3 separate regions of the Zea mays genome follow, and all the other regions are linked to region 3. Evidence: chromatin contacts called from public Hi-C data. All regions are on one chromosome and are shown on one strand. Each heading gives the region's core, a stretch centred on a gene start, on an enhancer-like site or on the middle of the called end of the contact. The rest is flanking DNA. Distances are from core to core; before and after follow the strand shown. Region 1 holds the start of LOC541869 (40S ribosomal protein S10, mitochondrial-like). Region 2 holds the start of LOC541772. Region 3 holds the start of LOC103625902 (E3 ubiquitin-protein ligase HOS1).

Region 1 (3,437 bases), core at 287-2,786, 230 kb before region 3:
AGTTGCGCTTGGTGCTTACTACATTACACGAGACATGGCAGTTTCGCGCGTGCGTACATGACGTCCTCTTCCGTCCGGGTGGTTTGTTGTGCTCAGCTGCAGCGTCGTCGAGTCTGCGGTAGCTTCATGGCTGTCGAGGGGAATGACGTCCGGTCCGAACAAGCCACGGCTGCTGCTGCGCTACCGCCGCGGCTTCGGACCAGGCTTCATTCCCCACGATTCACCATGGAAACGGCAGCGAGCCGCGAGCTTCCAGTGCGCGCAGTGGTTTGATCAGCAAACACCTGCGCGGCCAAGGCTGAGCCTTGCAGGTCAGGCGTCCATGTTCTCGTCAGCAAGTCAGGTAAGCATGCTGTCCCTCAAGGATTGTTTTTTTTTTTTTTGAAATGAGCAGCGCTGCATGCTGTTTGTCCAGCGTCTTCTTCACATGTCTGAGGTCTGAACAATGGCGGGTGGACATCGATGGATGAGCATTGCCGCTGCAAGCAGATGAATACCTGCAAGGGAAGATCGTCCGGTTCACACTTGAGTTGAGATACCATGCACTACTCTTGCAGTCTTGTTGTAGTTAGATTAGATACCCATGCACTTGAACCGTGCAATAGCATAGCGAGGAAGACGAACCCAGAGAGGACTCAGAAAGAGATGTTCTCTATTCCATCCAGTGCTCATCTAGTCATCTAGTCTGCCCGCGGGTGTCTGCCATGAACGCTGACGCTGCTGCCGGAGCCCGGAGAGCTACTCTGCTACTGGTGTGGAGTGGACAAACAGGGAGGGAAGGCGTCTTAGAAGACGGACACAGGGAGGACCAACAGGACTAAAGACCGTCGTACGTGTTGAAGCTGAAACGTGTTGAAGCTGAAGGACTTTCTTATTACGTGTGGCGCTTCGGAATAAAGCCAGCGGCAATTCATAGAGACAAAACACTGTATGTTGTGTGCGTTTTCTAGAATGTGTCGAGCGTATTGTGAATATGGTTGTGTAAAACACAATTTTAAACTGTAGACAACACTCTTTGCATGATAGAGTTTGAAATAAATGATGAGTTAGGAGAGCTGCTGAAGATAGCCTAATACTAGATAACGTATGTCCTAGAAGTAGCGATGACAATTTTGCCTGCAGGTTTAGATATCCGTCGGATATCCGAAATATATCATGTCCCGTTTGGTTCCGTTAGTCTTAAGACTAAACTTTAGTCCAGAGACTAAACTTTAGTGATACTCTATTTGGTTACATGGATTAAATTGATTCTGAACACATTAAAGGCACTAAATATCCCTTACCTTGTTCCTGTGTATGGCGCCAGTGGAAAAAGTTTTCTTTGAAGGACTAGAGGCTAAAACCAATCAATCTGTACTTTAGTCTTTCTTTTGACAAAACAAAAATAAAACTAAAAACTAGAGACTAACAATTAGCCGCTTTAATCAAAAGAGGTCTAAATCAGCCCGAGGACACATCCGGACTCCCTTCCGGCCCATCTATTTTCTAACCCTAATCCCGGCCGCCATGAGCCCACGACCACGAGCTCCCGAGTGGCCGTCGCCGAGTCTCGGGCTCTTGGCTCACGCGGCGCGGCTCCTCAGGCCCCACCCACCCCCACACCCACGCGCCCGGCGGCGTGCTCTCTGCTCTCTGCTGTCTGCTCTGCACCCAGGACCTTCGGCCACAGGAGCTCAGCCCTATCCCTCGACGGTGCTCGCGGCGGCTCGACCCTTCCCCATCTCCAGCTGCACGCGGTCTCCACCGCCTGGAATCCAGGGCCTCCGACGCCACCCCACCTCCACCGCCTGGAATCGAGGACCGTCGGCGCCGCCGTCCCCTGCCTGCTGCCTCGACTCAACTGTAAGTATCAGTGCGTGCTGCTGCTACTCCTGATGCTAATGTGCTATAAACCAAATCCGAATCACCTGCGTCTTGTGTGATGAACTGATGACGATTGCGATGATCTTGTACATGTCGGTGTGCTGCTGATTGATAGCTTAGGTCGCTGCTTTGGTAGATTTGTACGAGTGTGCAACGTTCTGGTAACAATAAGATGGAAACATTCTTTTGTGTAGCAGTAGTAGTAGAGATCTCTGGTCCTCTATCTAAAGGAATCTAACTTCAGTTTACTGACTAACTGATACGGATCATGACCCATTCACTGTTTGTACACGTAAAAACTGTACCGGCGGGTATCAAATACCCTCTCGATACGTGACGGGGTACCAGATACTGGCTCGATAGCTGACGGGTACAGGTTGACAGGTACATGTATAAAATTTTACGATGCGGGTATAGTCGCGAGTAGGTATGAGTAATCCTCTCAAGTATGGTCATAAATATATATTTACTACACCCAATCCGAATTCGACCCTTTCCATCCCTAGATCCACGGGGCTGACGGCGACCACCAGCAGCCACCGTCCCTCTACCTCGACGGCAGCTGTCGTCTCTGCACAGGTTCCAACTTGCAGCCCCTCACCCAAGCAATCCTCCATCGTCGACCCGTCGTCCCTTGCGGCCTCGCCCATACGCATATTTAGGTATCCTTTGGGTTTCGAATTTACGGATTAAATTGTCATCCCTATTTATGTCGATTTTTTTTCCAGAAATAAGACCGAGGTCAGTTCAACTCTGTCACAGTCAGGCCCGGGTCCTCCCATTCAGGCCTCGGCCACTCGGCCCAGTGGCAGTCCCAGCCGTCAGCCATCTGCTGTCTGCCCATCTCTCCGATTCCCAAATCCCACGCACTGGGCCGTTGGCTAGGCTAGCTTCCGGCTTCTCCTGTTCGGCTGATTCCCAGCCAGGTTGCGGTGTCACCCTCGCCCTGTCGCCCACGCGCTGACGGCAGACGCGCCAGGACGCCAGCAGCCGCCATCCCTCAACCTCGCCGCCGTCCCTCCACCTCGCCGGCAGCCGTCGTCTCTCCACGGCTCCAGAAGTCCCAGCCCCTCATCCAGTCGTCTCTCGTGGCTTGTCCTCCCTTCCCGGTCTCCAAAGCCGGGCAGCGCCGTGATAGGCTATTGCTACGTATCAAAATCTGTAGAGGTTAGCGCCAATTTTATTTTTCCAAAATGCCGAGCTAAAAAATGCGATAATTGAGATGGCCCCGATCTAGTCTGTCATCTCAGATCACATCACAGCAATAGTAGCATGTCTGTTTCGTTTTCGTAGATCATATTGCTACGGAGACTGATTTTTATTTCATAAAAACTAGCAGTGATGACTGATGATCTGTTTCAGGTAATGATTTTTATTTCATATATCCCAAAGCTGCCGCTCCGTTGGCCTCTGGGTGCTAACCATGCTGTTGCAATTCTTTGTGCAATCAAAGTTGTTGATCTTTACTTCACGGTGTTAATCTTTTAGGACTAATGCCCGACACATTTCTTCTGTTCGTTAGTCTTTACTAATTGTAATGACCCATCTCTATCTGTCAATATTGTATATTTCAC
Region 2 (3,732 bases), core at 53-2,552, 150 kb before region 3:
AATCCAAGTATGGAACAGTGTGAATAACTCAAGCCATTCAAGTGAAAATGGCAAGCCACGCAACAAATATATGCATAAAAGGTCATTTGAGTGGTAGGTCATGCTAAATTTCATATTATCTGAATGCCAGTAAGCTACGTAACAGAAAAGTGACAATATAAAAAGGTAATACCAGTGTTAATTATGTAGCATAAGCAAACTATATGAGTAAACTGAAACTGAAACTATAAAAAGGTAATGCTACTGTAACAAGTAGTCTAACTCTAACTACATAAGTAGCATGGCAATAAATTTAATCTTTCTGATAAATATCAGTCATGTGTCAAGATCTCAAACTCCAAGGATACTTATGCAGCATGGGAATGCTCCTAGTTAAAATAATTTTTTGAACACAGTCTAGTTAAAATAAATTTGATTGAGGACTTAGTTAAAAAAATAGACTTGCATGGAAAATTCAACAGTGTAGTGATGCAGCAAGCTAGCTATGTAAAAACTGATAGAATTATGTAGCTCTCTGCTTCAGATATCGTCTCTTGAGGGTTCTATTTCCTGAGCACAATAAAATTTATAATCACGATATACTGGAACAAATTTCATCAAAACTCAACTCCGTGATCTACACACATCAGAAATTTTAGCAGCATATACACAAATTTCAGAACTGGCTGTGTTTAAATACATAAGTTACATTTATAATCACAAGATACAGGAACAAATTTCATCAAAACTCAACTTCATGAGTTACGCACATCAGAAATTTTAGCAGCATATACACAAATTCCACAACCGACTGTGTTTGAATACATAAATAAGTAAACAGCATCATAGGATATGACAATTTGGCTCGGTTGATCTCGACACAAATGTGGTGTGCACTAATCAGATCAATTCCAGAAAGAGTCTAATAAATTCAGGGATTAGTCCAGACCAACTATACTATCCGACCGAGAAGCAGGGAGCTGGATCTGAGAGACCAGGAAGATGGAGGAAGTGGGGATCAGACACAAGCACGAACCAGGACATTCATGTAGATGTCGGGATCGAAGGAGGTGGAGTTGATTGAGTCGAGGGGCGATGCGGGCGCGGCGGTAGGGGACGGGCGCGCCAGGAACGCGGGGGCCGCGGCACCCCCGGCGGCCGCGGACGGGTCGGTGTTGTAGAAGCTAGCAAGGAGGTCGCGCGTGCGCCGCGCCTTCTCGTCCATTGCCGCCGGTGCGGCGCCACCGGCTGTCGCCATATCGGTGGGGCGTCGCGGTGGGTCTCGCAGTCGAGGCGCCGGAGAGACCAGAGAGGCTGTGGGAGTGGAGATGGAGAATGCCAAGGGGTGTTTTGGAAAGTTTCCTTTCCAAGCGTAAAGAGAGGTTAAGAGCATCTCAAGCTACGTCTAAATTTCACTATCTAAATTATCATTTATAGAGTTATTTACACTTTCTATCTTTTCAATTGTTGGAGGCCTTCGTCTTCCGAAGGTCCTCAAAAACATAATTTAACAACGTTTCTAGAGTATAATACATGAACAGGTATCTTCGGACTCGGATCAGAACCACAACATGAAGAAGTACAAAGGTTGGCGCAGAGCTGAAGCTATGCGCAGGGGACCTTCGGCGTGATATCAGAAAGGGGAACCGACTTAAAAGGGAAAAGACTATTCAGACCTCGATGGATTACTATACGGTCATTAGCAAATGTAAAGGGCATAAGTGTAATTTTACATGGGCTGCGTCCCGTGTCTATAAATAGATGAACAGTGTCCCGTACTGTTCACGCTGACTTGTCATTTTGCCTTTGCGTCACGCTTGTACTTTTACCTTCTTTCAAACCGAAGGTACATTTGTAATTTAACATCATTTCTATTTTTTCATGATAATAAAATAGAAATGAGCTAATGTTAATATATAATTGTTCATGTTATTTCTCATGCTTTATACGCTTCTTCTTTCGTTAGTGCATATTGTGATGACGAAGGTATGTCCTTCATAACCTTCGTCCGAAGATCGTTATATCCTTAGCGAAATAATGCTTCGAAGGACGAAGGGCATTAACCATTAACCTATTTTTTGTGTTGCCTTGTTCTTAAATCATAGCATTTGAAAACAAGTCCCCAACATTGGCGCCCACCTCCGGTGAATCCTTTTCGACCACCTTCGGCAAGCATTGACCTTCCTCATGCCACCGAAGAAAGCTTCAGTGACAGGGGCTGCGGCACTACTGCCGCTGGACCCAAATCAAGAAACCCTTTCTCTTCGAGAGGCCCGAAGTCAGAAGAGGAAAGCCACTAGTCCAACACCACAGGAGGACGAGTTGGACCAAGAAATCAGAAACACGGAGATGCTTCATCAACAAGTACAAAGGAAGAAGGAGAAGATGGCCCAACTAGCCGACCTTCAGAGGCAGATTGACGAAGCCATTGAAGAAGTACGCCATCTTGTTCAAGATGAGCAAGAACGAAGGCCCCAACACAGGGAGCTTCATCAAGAAGGCTTGTTCGATGATGATGGATGGTATGATGATTTTAATCGTGGTACCTTTACTTTTGACGATGCTTCTCCCTTGGCAACAGAACTGCAGGCTATCTCATGGCCCCCATCGTATAAGCCACCTCAGCTTCCGATGTATGATGGGCATTCAGACCCGAAGCAGTTTTTGATGAGCTACGAAGCAATTATATCTTCATACGGAGGCAATGCAGCTGTCATGACCAAGTCTTTCGTCATGGCAGTCAAGAATGTGGCCCAAACGTGGTATTCCTCTCTTCGGCCATGAACTATTACTTCATGGCAGAAGCTTAAGGATATGCTGGTAACAAGTTTCCAGAGCTTTCAGACGAAGCCAGTTACAGCTCAAGCTTTGTTTCAATGCACGCAAGACCACAAGGAGTATCTCCAAGCATATGTCTGAAGGTTCTTGCGCCTGAGAGCACAAGCGCCTACAGTGCCCAATGAAATTGTCATTGAGGCCATGATCAAGGGGCTTCGTCCAAGACCTACTGCCCAATATTTTGCTAGAAAGCCTCCACAGACTTTGGAGAAGCTGCTTGTCACACTCGGGCTTTAAGGAACAAAGCCGGGTGCATCTCATACATGCGCCAAAGGAGACAACATATATAATAACAGAGTGTATAAAGATAAATGTCACAATATAATCAGAGTACTTTATTACATAGCGGAAGTCTTACAAAATAAGAGATAAATATCGCATGATCTAAAATCTATCATTGGCGCTAGAAAGCTGACTGGGGGACGCCACCTAGATCAAGTCGAAAGCCTCAGTGTTAGGCGGCTCCTCTTCGACCACCTGTTCTTCTCCTGTGGGGGTGTGAGACAGCAAGAGTGAGCTCACATACGTTCATAACTCAACAAGTCGTGGGGAATAATGTGCATGAACTCACCAAAGGTGGGAGTTCATGTGAAGTGTAAGGCTGATTAACAAAATAGAGGCTGAAGTTGAGCATTGGTTTTATAAGTTGGTCAAAATTTTATTAGTAATTACTAAGTGTAAGTAAATATCAAACCTTAATAAAGAAAAGTAATAATAAAATAATCCCAAATGCGATGCAAATGTCAAATTAAATTTAAGTTCCATAAATTAATCATGTGAGGGTCCGAGCTGCTCATGACCGTGAGCACGGCTAGTATACCAGTTTTACACTCTGCAGAGGTTGCGCATCTTTATCCACAAGTCATGTTACCCATCTGCCAAGAGGCGGTCAATCTCATACACCTCTACCGAGGA
Region 3 (3,650 bases), core at 194-2,693:
CTTGCGGCAGAGCTCGCCGGAGCGCAGGCGTCACGAGGCCCAGGCGCATTGAATCAAGTCTGGCTAGGTGCTACGCGTAAAGGGTCTGAGGGCGAACTTGCCGGTGCCACAAATCCCACGAATCCGCCATGGTCAGAGCTTGCCCACGACAGCGCACTAACCACGGCGAAGCGCCATGACCGGAGTAGCTCAATCCGCCCCCACGATGCGCCGATTGCTAAATTAGTTGGCACAAAATGAAATTGGGATGGTGGCGGGCCCAGGGCGGAGGAATCTTACCAGGGTGATGCCACGCCAGACCCTGTCCACGGCGCGGCGGAGATGGTGTCCGTCGATGAGCAATTCCGGGGTCTCCGAGTACCCCCGAAGCTCGGTTCGGCAATGAAGACGCGCGCCCGGGTCCAAGGCTCCCGCCCACCCCGCGAATTCGCCCAACGGCCGACGGCAGGCGCGGAGGAGTCCTGACGGCGACGGTGCTCTTCCTTTCTCCCTCCTCGCGGCTGCGGGCGAAGCAAACCTAGCGCGCAACCACCCTTGAGGTTCCGAGCTGGGGAGGGTCTCGGTCCGCTTATGAAGAATCGGCGACGTGGAGTTAGGGAGATGCGGAGTTAGCGCGCGGCGCAACAGCCCACACCTATTTCCCCGGCGACGGACTCGGTCTCGTTTGCGTCGCGGCGGGTGGAGAAGAACTCGCTGACAAGGAGGCCCAGCCGGTCAGCGACTCGGTCCACCCAACGGTGAGCGCCGCCAACCCTGGCCCACCTGCCAGTGAGCGCAAGGGCGCGCGCGTGCGGGAGCCCGGCCAGATGGGCCGCGCGGTATGGAATTAGAAGTGGGCCGAAAACAGGTTTGTTGGCCCAGGTAAGCTCTTTTCCCTTTTCTATTTATTCTTTTCTTGTTTTCTTTTGTTCTTAACTATTTTGAATTCAAATTTGAATTTTTGAATACAAATTTCGACATTGTGTCAAGTGTACAAATTCAAGCTTTGAGTGGATGACCAATATATTTTTATTCACTTATTTTTATCCCCAAAATTCTTATTTTCTTCTCTTTTTCTAGATTCTACAATTTCTTTTAGGATTTAATTTTCCCTTTTTGGTCTTTAATATTTTCTTGTTGCAAAATGCACACCACAAATAAAATATTCAGCATGATGCAAGGATTTAGTAGCATATCTTTTTATTAATTGTTCTTGGACATGGTGTTCACAGGTGATGATGCACACAGGTTAAACCCACATAAGGAGAAATCGTTTTCTCTATTGGTATTCTTTCTAGCAGATTACAAAGTGGGTGTTACAAGTGATTTCCATTTTTCAAAAGAATTTAGTTTATTTTTTCTTGAAAAATAGGAATTTCTTTGGAAAATGAATTTCTCAAACTAGCCTAAAAAACTAGAAGGAAAAAATAATTAAAATCTGCAAAAAATGTCTGAACAATTAACGGCCCATGTCCAGCAGAAGGCCCGTGCAGTTGCGGCGTTGCTGTACCCCTTGGACCGGCCAGCCCCACACTGGGTTATTCGTTCCCCGCGCGTGCTCTCCCAGTCTCCCTCCCTCCCTTTCTCTAAGCGCGACGACCGGCGCCGCCACCGCCACCGCCTTACGCCAGATACCCAGGTCCGTCTTAGTCGGCACCTTCTCCAGCAACAAGCACCCAACAAATGGTATGCCCGCCTCTTTTCTTCCCTTCCTGCTGCGCGAAACCGAGCAGCACCCAAAGCGTAACCTAAGCTATTTGGCCCGCCCCTTCGATTCACTTTCTGCTGCTCGGTTTAAACCTAACCTAAGCTAGTTGATTATTTGTAATGGGACCTGAACTACTTGGAAGCGTATACATGAATTATACCTACTAACTTTGATTCTTTTTGCCTAAAAAAACTCATGAGCTGCTTGCTAGCTGCAGGAAGTCTGGGTTTTATTTCGGCACATTTCAGGGCATTTAATTGGTTGTAGCAATTTGGTTCAGATAAAAATATTCTATTCTTGCTACAAAACGAGTAAACGTTAATTTAACCCGTGAAACTCCGATAGCCAGGGTAGAATTGCTCTAGGGCACCCTGGATTTTAAGATACTATTCATTCCCTCATTAAACTTTTGAGTAAATAATTTATATAGGAATTGATTTTTTGAATGCAGCAAGTTCTTTTGTTCCTGCATTTCATTCTCTTTTGGGAGGACGGAACCTTGTTTGAAGGGGCTAGTTTATGTTCTGGAGGCAAGGCACCTACCCCATATGTTCTTTATTCTGCAGTCCAACAGAAATACGCACATAAGAGCCCATACTTGAAAGTAGAGGACTAGAGGTGTATGAGATTCAAATCATGACAAACCTTTGTTTGTGTGTGCGCGGCTGCGTGCACAACTCGTCTGTGAGCTTAAGTAACTGTAGCATTTTTTCTTCTTCTTTTGTACCCCCCATTTAGCAGTTTCCATGGCGTCAATTATAGTTTAGCGGCTACGAAATACAAGTATTTTTTTGGTATTTGAGTGAGCCCCATGTGGCCTCAAATCAAGTGATAAAATGTTGTCTATATGGAGTAAATTTTTGATATTAGTTGCTGAAAAGACTATTTCTGTTGGGCCGTTGGCAGAATGCTTTGGAGCAGTTGGCATCCATTGATCTCATTGAGCTATGCAAGGAGGCCAGAATTGAGCGCTGCCGTGCAACTAGAGACTTGAGTAGCTGTGGCCGCTATGTGCATCATGTGCTTAACTCATGTGGCCATGCCTCATTATGTGCTGAATGCAGCCAAAGATGCGACGTCTGCCCAATTTGCAGGAGTCCAATACCGGACAATGGAAACAGGGTTCAGCTACGTCTTTACTACAAGTGCCTGGAAGAGGGCCTTATTTCTAAGCAGCACGATGAAAGGTTTCAGGAAAAGGAAGACCATGGCAATCCAGTTAGCATGGATGTCCAGCAGCTGCATTCATTGTTCGATGTTGCAGTACAGAACAATCTTACTTCCCTTATTTGCCACTGTATCCTCTTCAGGAGGCTGCTTATGCATTTCTATATCACATCTTCTTTCTGTTATTTTCTTAACATATTCACCAGATATCACAGATGTTTGTTTGGATGAGAATGCTGTGTCAAGTGATCCACTTCTGGCTTTTCTTTTGGATGAGGTGGTCATCAAGGACTGGTGCAAGAGGGCTGTTAATGTGCTCATTACTGAGATTGGTGTGATCTGTATCCAAAAATGTTCAATCGACCCTAGATTCAGTTACATGCTTTTTTTTATGTTTCGTTTTTCATGTGTTCAGGGCCACACATGTTGAGGGAGTGGTACTGCTAATCTGTTAAGTCACTAACCTTAACGATATCTTAGATAGGTCTGGATTAGAAACGATGAGATCTAGGTTATCCCAACTGCAAAAGTTTGCCACACAGTTGGCAGGAATTTACAGTATACTTGAAGTTATGGTTTCATCTTTCAATGAAGCAGTTTCAGCGCATGTTAATGACCTGCACCAACTCATTGAGAACACATTGAAGGCAAAGCAGGTCTTTCTTTCTTAACCCCTCTATTGCTAATGATTTTAGACCACTGCTTAGAACTAACACTGAGCTAGTCTAGGTACTTCAATTTGTTCATCCACTGCTGAAATTTCTATAAGATGAGTGTCCCACGGGGACACTTTCCA

The links. Hi-C and Micro-C count contacts between places; a contact is called where the count stands out from the background.
Region 1: a contact with region 3 is called in a Hi-C map of tassel, with 2.3 times the contacts expected there. The contact joins the promoter of LOC541869 here to the promoter of LOC103625902 in region 3. A contact is called at or near these places in 4 of 25 Hi-C or Micro-C datasets (ear, leaf, tassel and 1 more).
Region 2: a Hi-C map of leaf shows a contact between it and region 3, with 6 times the contacts expected there. The contact joins the promoter of LOC541772 here to the promoter of LOC103625902 in region 3. A contact is called at or near these places in 5 of 25 Hi-C or Micro-C datasets (bundle sheath, ear, leaf and 1 more) and 1 of 3 datasets of contacts at active chromatin or transcription factors (seedling).

What each region holds. Positions count from the first base shown.
Region 1 is chr5:8,453,206-8,456,642 of Zm-B73-REFERENCE-NAM-5.0, forward strand. It overlaps LOC541869 (40S ribosomal protein S10, mitochondrial-like), which reads left to right and starts at 1,537. Exons shown (of 2, transcript NM_001111537.3): 1 at 1,537-1,842. It overlaps MIR166f (microRNA MIR166f), which reads left to right and starts at 138; the gene lies at 138-215.
Region 2 is chr5:8,540,967-8,544,698 of Zm-B73-REFERENCE-NAM-5.0, forward strand. LOC541772 reads right to left here and starts at 1,303. Exons shown (of 21, transcript NM_001348117.1): 1 at 1,016-1,303. The coding sequence starts at 1,237.
Region 3 is chr5:8,685,988-8,689,637 of Zm-B73-REFERENCE-NAM-5.0, forward strand. LOC103625902 (E3 ubiquitin-protein ligase HOS1) reads left to right here and starts at 1,444. Exons shown (of 10, transcript XM_008646299.4): 1 at 1,444-1,665; 2 at 2,594-2,984; 3 at 3,061-3,195; 4 at 3,335-3,510. The coding sequence starts at 1,663.